2 separate regions of the Mus musculus genome follow, and region 2 is linked to region 1. A link is a contact called in public HiChIP or PLAC-seq data. All regions are on one chromosome and are shown on one strand. Each heading gives the region's core, a stretch centred on a gene start, on an enhancer-like site or on the middle of the called end of the contact. The rest is flanking DNA. Distances are from core to core; before and after follow the strand shown. Region 1 holds the start of Slc46a3 (solute carrier family 46, member 3). Region 2 overlaps Mtus2 (microtubule associated tumor suppressor candidate 2).

Evidence for each region. HiChIP or PLAC-seq counts read pairs in DNA pulled down with a chosen protein or histone mark.
Region 2: an H3K27ac HiChIP or PLAC-seq map of VIP interneurons shows a contact between it and region 1, with 4 times the contacts expected there. The contact joins the enhancer-like site here to the promoter of Slc46a3 in region 1. A contact is called at or near these places in 3 of 39 promoter capture datasets (the 3T3-L1 cell line, hippocampal neurons and second pharyngeal arch cranial neural crest), 1 of 484 Hi-C or Micro-C datasets (neurons), 12 of 115 datasets of contacts at active chromatin or transcription factors (SST interneurons, VIP interneurons, cardiomyocytes and 8 more) and 1 of 9 other capture datasets (pancreatic islet).

Annotation. Positions count from the first base shown.
Region 1 is chr5:147,893,254-147,897,521 of GRCm38.p6, forward strand. Slc46a3 (solute carrier family 46, member 3) reads right to left here and starts at 1,562. Exons shown (of 6, transcript NM_027872.4): 1 at 1,228-1,562; 2 at 580-792. The coding sequence starts at 768.
Region 2 is chr5:148,245,540-148,249,727 of GRCm38.p6, forward strand. All of the region lies in intron 7 of Mtus2 (microtubule associated tumor suppressor candidate 2), which reads left to right. Among named protein-coding and RNA genes, the nearest start is that of Gm46928, 98 kb to the left of the region's middle. Within about 2 kb of position 2,887, at least 10 of the 459 cell types and tissues checked have an H3K27ac peak or open chromatin away from gene starts, as enhancers often do. A contact at or near this core is called in VIP interneurons, craniofacial prominence and second pharyngeal arch cranial neural crest, where this site is marked.

The DNA.
Region 1 (4,268 bases), core at 312-2,811:
GCCTGCCTCATAAGAATGATGAGAATGATGACAAAGCTCTTGTCAGATACACACAGAACCGAGCGAGTCCCCACCACGTCTAGCTAAACGGTTTTACTGAGAGCTAAAGTAAGCACTCGCCAGCCCAGATGTGGATGCAGGACTCAACTCCAGGGAGCCCAGTTTATCTTATCTAAGGCTGCCTCCAGACCTCAACAATTGCTGCCCCGCCCCCATGGGAGGCAGCTGACTCTGGTCAGTTTTTCTGGACTTTTGTTATTCAAGAGACCAAGGAAGAGTGGGTGAGATTGTAGTGAGATTTCCTAAGGATAAAAGAGTTGGTCCCACAAGGTGGGTGGGGATTGGGGACAGGAGTGGAGGTGCCTTAGAGAGTTAGAAAGAGCCAGATTAAAGGTGTCAAGAGGAACTATTAACCGAAATAGGAACAGAGAGAAGGTGGCTTAATTTCAGTGTGTGTGTGTGTGTGTGTGTGTGTGTGTGTGTGTGTGTGTGGTCACACCTTGGAGAGCCTCTTTGGTTTGGAACCTGTTTCCATTCCCTGTGACTCCAGGATGGGAGGTTTTAATTTTAATTTCTTACCTCCCGGAATGCAAAGATGGAGCTGCTTTTGTTTTGGTCACACTCAGAGCCATTGCTATTGGAAGCAAAGGTGTAGTTACCGGTTTCCTCCCAGATCCTCCGGTACACGTACTGCGCTGTCAGCGGGATGGTCAGAGTCATAGCAAACGCGTTCAGGAGAATGGCGGGCTCTATGAATGAAATCTTCATATTGCTCAAGTGGGCAGATCGAGTCTATTGCAGAGCGGGAAGCGGGAGGAGAGAAACGGGGCGAGTGTGGGGGGGGGGGATAGAAATCATCAGTTGATTTTTTATCCCAGAGGCTAAATTCTCAAAAGTGGGGAAGTTGGAACAATGTGTCATAAACAAACATTAGCAAGCAAAAAGAGTTCCAGATTTCTGAGAGAGTGCCCTTGCCGGGAGAGGGTACCCTAGTTCTCTCCGAGGAGCAGGGACTAAGTCAACCTCCGCCCCCGACTCCGCTTAGCTAATGCTCACAGTGCTGAGCAGAACAGCACCGGCCGGTTCCCATAAGGTAAACAATGAAGTTACCCGGGGACCCGGAGGTTATGTAATTACTATTATTTTGGCTGCAGGTTAAGGGCCTTGTAAAAAGCAGCTCCCGATCGGAAGGGGAGTTTAGTTTCTGTTTTCGTTTTTAAAACTCACCCCACGGTTACAGTTTTCCTGCTAGGCTAGGCACAGGTGGGACCGTAGTCGGGACTGTGTTCTCCGTTACCCAGTGCGGGGCGTAGCGCCCCCGGGTTTTCAGCACGGTTCGCCAGCTGGGAAGAGCCAAAGGAAGGGGCAGCGAGGTGGAGCTAGACCGCAACAGGGGGACGTCCCTTGGGACGGGACACTCGAGCCCTGTTAGAAGGCAAAGAGAAATAAGCGCACCTCCCGGACTCTGTTGGCCCTGGACTCAGTCCCCGCCGCTCCCCGCGCCGCCGCACTCTTGGTCTTTGGGCCCTAGTGGTGACTCGGCCGCCGAGCATCATCACTCTGCCAAGAGCTGGCAATCTTCGGCCGGAGCTGTCACCCGCTTCCCTAGCTCGCTTGTGATTGGGTATGGCGGCCGGCGCCCCCGTAGCGATTGGTCTAGCGCAGTGTCATTCTCTTGCACCCGCCCCCGAAGGTTCAGCGGCTGAATCTCCCCGAGTTGCTGGGCAAGTTGGGTGATCCCGGCAGCTCTGCGAAGGTTCTGCTAAGCGTATCTGGATAGGATTATTGGTTTTCGCTGAAGCGCCGTGGAGTCATAGGTATCTGGATCGAGAGTTCGAGACTAGCCCAACGATATAACAAGACTCCTGTCCAAAGCAGATAATGATAATAATAATAATGATAATAATGATGATAATAATAAGTGGTTGGAAACGTCATACGCTAGGGTTGCAGTTCACTGCAGCATTCCGGTGGACCCAGCAAGCGTCTGCACAAGCAATGTGAGAGAGAAGACACTGAAAGTTCATGAGAGGAGAAGAGTTCCGAGTAGGGGAGTTGTTGGCCTTGGGAAAATTTAAACGAAATATTCACTACATTTTACGTAGTCATTTATTTTATGTGTATGCCCACGCCGAGCAGAGGTCAGAAAATGGTGCTAGAATTTGTGTTACAGGCAGTTGTGAGCTGCCCTGAGAGCGTAGAAACGGAACCCAGAGCAGTAAGTGTTCTTCATTAGTGAGCTTCTCTCCAGCCACCCCTGCTGAGTTGCGGGGGAGGGGATTGTTAAATCTCTCTGAAAGTCGGCTCTTTCTCTGTTGAGAAGATGTAAGTAAGTCTCACAAAGCCATGGCAACACCCTAGACAGTAGGACCGCCGCTAATGGCCGCCAACGCGCACAGCTGGAGCACACCTGCAGCTGATAGGGGGTTACTTCCTGAGGAAGAGAAGCAAGCTGAGAGTTCTGTGATTTGGGGACCCGTCCAAAAAAGGAAGACCTTAGGCTGGAGTGGTTGCGTCAGGAAGTGGGGGACAATCCTGCAAATGCGCCTCTTACTCTTATCTAGAGATCAAGGTCAGATGTGGGCCAGAGCCTTATTGATAAAGGAGTAACACTCCAGACTATGGGCTATTTTTGCCCAGATGAGAGTACTGGTGCAATGCTCCTAACCACTGAACCACCCTCTCTCGAGGCAGATCTGGAACAGCTTCAGAGTGGGAAGGGCGGCTAAAGGAGCTGACTAGCAGAAAAGGATATTCTGTACTGGAGAGAAGGCGATCTGATGACTCTAGATAGCCACAGAGAGAATTGAGGAAGTAACTCTCAACATCGCACTCTTGACAGTTTCACAGCACTGTACAATCTTCATATGCCTAAAATAACAAACATTGCTGCTAGCTGATCTACAGAGTTTGATTGATTTCCAACCTCTTGTTGACAATTTTTCTTCTTCTTCTTCTTCTTCTTCTTCTTCTTCTTCTTCTTCTTCTTCTTTCTTTCTTTCTTTCTTTCTTTCTTTCTTTCTTCTTCTTCTTCTTCTTCTTCTTACTTCTTCTTCTTCTTCTTCTTCTTTCTTCTTCTTCTTCTTCCTCTTCCTCCTCCTCCTCTTCTTCCTCTTCTCCCCCTCCTCTTCCTCCTCCTCCTTCCCCCTCCTCCTCCTTCCCCCCTCCTCCTCCTTCCCCCTCCTCCTCCTCCCCCTCCTCCTCTTCCTTCTTATTTATTTATTTTTATTTTATGTATATGAGTACACTGTCACTGTCTTCAGACACACCAGAAGAGGGCATCAGATCCCATCACAGATGGTTGGGAGCCACCATGTGGTTGCTGGGAATTAAACTCAGGACCTCTGGAAGAGCAGTCAGTGCCCTTAATCGCTGAGTCATCTCTCCACTTGTTAACGATCTTAACCACAAGGAGTGACGTGTTCAGTTCAGAGGTTTGCTTTTCAAATAAAAATCCAGGAGGCCAAGATCACTAAGATCTTAGAGAGTGATCTACTCCTAGTGGGACAGTAACTGTCACTTGAGCTGCATGTCCACCTTGGGTCCCGGGAAACTTCACTTCCTGTTGTGTTCACTCAGGGACAAAGGTGATGGAGTGTCCTTCTGAACTCTATCACTGCCACAAGGGGAGAGGGAAGGGAACTTGATGGAGCTGATACCAGCTCTAAAAGGTTCACCCCAGAGAGGGTAAAAGCCACTTCTCACACGCCATTGGCTAGAACAGGTCACTCGGGACATGAGGAGAAGTGCAAACCTATCAGGTACTCAGGAGGAGGAGGAAGGGGAGGAGGAGGAAGAAGAGGAGAGACACCATCTATGTTCCAGGCCATATTTCTCATGGAAATCAATAGGCAGCAAAAGGTCTCTAAAAGGCATGTACCTATAGGGTCAAATTAGCACCTGCTCTCCTATGCTGTTCTGCTATCCCACCTTTCAGCATGAAGAAGAAAGTCAGGGCATCTGTGGTTAGCCAGGAGGCTCACAAGTTCAAGGCCAGCCTGAGCTTCGGCCTTGTTGCAAAACCACCATCACCACCACCACCACCAAATAAATGCTTAAGTGCAAAAAGTGGATCCACAGGTCCACAAGTATAATCTCCAGGGCAGAACCTTAGGGATAATTGTGAAGTTCTACATTTTTAGTTCACTGACTTAGGAATTTTAATTTTAGTGAGTGTACTATTAATTGTCACCAAGTAGTGACATTTAATGTCAGTGGCCCATATCTGAATTCTCCTTTTTGTCATATTAAGTCTTATTTACTGTGAC
Region 2 (4,188 bases), core at 1,637-4,136, 350 kb after region 1:
TCCAGCAAGGCCACGCCCCCTCCAGTAAGTCCATATCTCCTCCAATAAGGTCACAATCCCTCCAACAAGGTCATGCCTCCTCCAATAAGGCCACGCCCCTCCAGTAAGGCCATGCCTCCTCCAGTAAGGCCACACCTCTTTCAATAAGGTCACACCTCCTCCAGTAAGGCCACACCTCCTTCAATAAGGCCACACCTCTTCCAATAAGGTCACACCTCCTCCAGTAAGGCCACACCTCCTTCAATAAGGCCACACCTCTTCCAATAAGGTCACACCTCCTCCAATAAGGCCACACCTCCTCCAGTAAGGCCACACCTCCTTCAATAAGGCCATACCTCCTCCAATAAGGTCACACTTCCTCCAATAAGGCCACACCTCCTCCAGTAAGGCCATACCTCCTCCAATAAGGTCACACCTCCTTCGATAAGGCCATGCCTCCTCCAGTAAGGCCACACCTCTTCCAATAAGGTCACACCTCCTCCAGTAAGGCCACACCTCCTCCAGTAAGGCCACACCTCTTCCAATAAGGTCACACCTCCTCCAATAAGGCCACACCTCCTCCAGTAAGGCCACACCTCCTTCAATAAGGCCATACCTCCTCCAATAAGGTCACACCTCCTTCGATAAGGCCATGCCTCCTCCAGTAAGGCCACACCTCTTCCAATAAGGTCACACCTCCTCCAATAAGGCCACACCTCCTCCAGTAAGGCCACACCTCCTTCAATAAGGCCATACCTCCTCCAATAAGGTCACACCTCCTCCAATAAGGCCACACCTCCTCCAGTAAGGCCATACCTCCTCCAATAAGGTCACACCTCCTTCGATAAGGCCATGCCTCCTCCAGTAAGGCCACACCTCTTCCAATAAGGTCACACCTCCTCCAATAAGGCCACACCTCCTCCAGTGAGGCCATACCTCCTTCAATAAGGCCATATCTCCTCCAATAAGGTCACGCCTCCTTCGATAAGGCCATGCCTCCTCCAGTAAGGCCACACTTCCTAATAGTGCTGCTTCCCATGGGTCAAGCATATTCAAACCACCACACTTAGTGCCAACATGGACGGCCACAGGCTACTGTTGCTAGGGAGTGTTAGTGGGAGAGGCTTAGAGTTTTCCCTCTCCCTCTGCAGCCAGACACAGTTCCTCCTCATGAAGTCCATGAGATGATTTCAGTCTTATGGTGACTAGAATAGTGAGGAGGCCCAAGTCCATAATGAGGAATGTTCAGGAAAAGAATCATTTGCAAAAGAAAGGGGAGACAAGTCCATGCTTGATAGGAAACCTTAAGATTTGCCTGCTGACTGAGAAAACCTTGTAAAAGGGACAAGAGGTAGTGTCTTCTGTAGTCCACCTAGTTCGGCTAGAGGATTTGTTGCAGCTTATTCCTGCATAGTACAGTGTGGAGGAACAAATGAGTGGAATCATGGACTAAATAAGTTCCCAACCTGTGCGTCATAACCCCTTTGGGGTTGAATCACCCTGCCACAGAGGCCACTTGTCTGATATCCTGCATATCAGACACGTACGACTCATAACAGTATCAAGTTTACAGTTACGAAGTAACAATGAAAATAGTTTTATGATTGGGGGTCACCACAACATGAGGAACCGTATTAAGGGGTCACGGCATTAGGAAGGTTGAGGACCACTGGTCTGCACAATAAAAATAGTCTGCTTCTTGCTTTGCCAAAAACCAGCGGTTGACCCCAGATTCTTATAGGACCTTAGTGTCACTACATGTTACAAATACTTTGAATAGATCATTTATTTGACATGGTGTCGATTGCTTTGAACTTGCAGAACTGGATGCAGAGTGTTGACTGGGTTCTAGCACATGAGGCCTCAGAGCTGGGACAGACAGCTAAAAGCGTGAGAGGGTCTTCCAGATGGCCGAAGAGAAGCCAGTGCCCAGAGGCGCTGGTGTAACTGTGGATGCACAGTTGGGAAGTGGCATCTAGCTCTCCTCTGTTCCCTCTGCCCCACTATTTCTTGTGTATATAAGTATTTGCCTGCATGTATTTCTGTGAGCCATGTGCATGTAGTGCTTGAGGAAGCCAGAAGAGGGCGTCAGATTCCCTGGAACAGAAGCCATAGACCATTGTAAGGTGCTGGGAATTGAACCTGCATTCTTTACAAGGGTGCTCTAACCAGTGGCGCTCTTAACTCTTAACTTCTGAGCCACCTGAGTCTCCAGCACCCACCTTCACTGATCCTTATAAGGAAGAATAGCAGCAGAACCCCAACCTCTCTTGTGGTACCCCTTTGGAGGGACAGCCTCCAGCTTCTGGCATGTTGGCATCAGAATGACCAACAAGACCCTGACACTAGACACTCCTTACTCTCAGTTGGCAGATGATGGTTTCCAAGGTGTGAATGCACTCCTGCTGTGGTGAGTTTGTCTTGCTATCTGAACTGACGTGTCTTACACTGGCTTCATCTTTGTAGAGAGCAGTTTCAAGGTGCAGATTTCCCAGGAGGAAGGGGATTCCTGCACCCGCATCCATCCCTCCGCAGGTTGCTCTGATCCAGCGAGTTGTGACGTGATGTCCTCATTAGCTTCCGTGTCTGATGGCTTACTTATTCTCCTAGAGAGAATGTATGTGAGGAAATGAGTTCATGAACACTCAACCTTCACCAATGAGGAAGGAACAAATGGAGTTTACGTGTTAACAAATAGCTTCCCCATGCTGGGGAAGAACTGTGACCCTCTGTGTCTGTAGGCTCTTCCAGAAAAATCAACATTGATTTTTGAGAGAATTGGTGAAGAAAAGAGGGAGTGTGGAACAATCCCAAATTAGCCTCTGTGGCTGGAGAGTCCTTTCAGCAGCCAGTGAAATGTAACTGGAGTCCTAAAAGGACAGGCATCTGGGATGCTGTCCAGATTCAGGGGGAGCCCGTACCCAGGGGCAGAAAGCAGAGAGCAGCAGCAGGAAGTAATTATAGGGCAACAGAGGAGCCTGGACACAATGGAGGTGACATCTGTAATTGTGACAAGGGAAAGGTGCAGAGAGTTAAATCCCCTAGCTCTGCAAACAGGAAGGATTTGACACCATGTAGGTAAATACTGCAATGCGTGCAGCACATACCATGAGCTTGCTCTGTCCATCCCAGTCTCTGGGCAGGTGCTAATCATACACACGTGACCTGCCCTGGTCACGGTCACTGCCTTACTTAGACAAATGAGTTCCTTTGGCTAAAATAACTGGAACAGGGTTTGGAGCTGAGGCAGGGATGCTAACACTAGGGTCTGTGTTCTCCGTGACATTCTGCAGCCGTCTAGTGATCAGAACCGGGACTGAAACTTAGTCCGGGAGTGTAAGAAGAGACCCGGTAGAGAAAGTACAGGATGGAAGAGCAGAAACCCAGCTCAGTCAGGCCTTCTCAACAGCACACAGCATCTTCTGTTTCGATGCCCTTTGTCTGTAAAATTAGTCCATTATGAGGGAAGCTCAAGATAACACAGGGAAATGGCTTGAAATACTGCCGTTCCATAGAGATGACTGTCTATCCCAACTCCGTCCAGTTCCTGCTCTGAGCTGAAACTATTCAGGGCTGATACAGCACAGAGCCACCAGGCCACCCTTTGCGCCCTCTCCAGAGGGTGTTGATCAGGTCACAGGTGCCAGTGTGAAAAGCAATATTGGGGAGCGTGGCTCTCTCTGGGCAGTGGTCTATGTGCAGAGTGGGGAGAAAGGGGTCCTGGAGAAGCATTGCCAGGAGGTCAAGGCAAAGAAAAAAACCAACCCACTACAGTGGGAAGGGTTGTGGCAGCTCTGTGGAATGGGAAAGCACCTTAGGAAGGTAGGTGGAGCCCTGGGCTGGAGAGTGGGGGGTCGAGGAAGCAGGGCCGGCCTTAGAACATGCACCAGGATGGGAAGTGATAGGTCCTCTCCGACAATGAAATGAGCCAGTTCAAGCCAGATTGGAGCCTATAAAGGCAGGGCTATTGGGAAGCAGCTCTCAGGTGGGTTCTCTGGTTCCAAGCAAGGAGGCCAGGGAAGTCGCCATGGGTGGGAGGCAGGGTGGGGGTGGGAAAGAGTGGGAGAGAAAAGCTGTTTGTCCAGGGTCTGAATCCCAACAGGGAGGCTGGATGCTAAGAACAAAAGAGAAGCCTCTGAGTGCAGGGTGCCCTGAGCAACCATGCATCAGGACAGCATCTGACAGAACCCAGAAGGGACCCATGGCAGA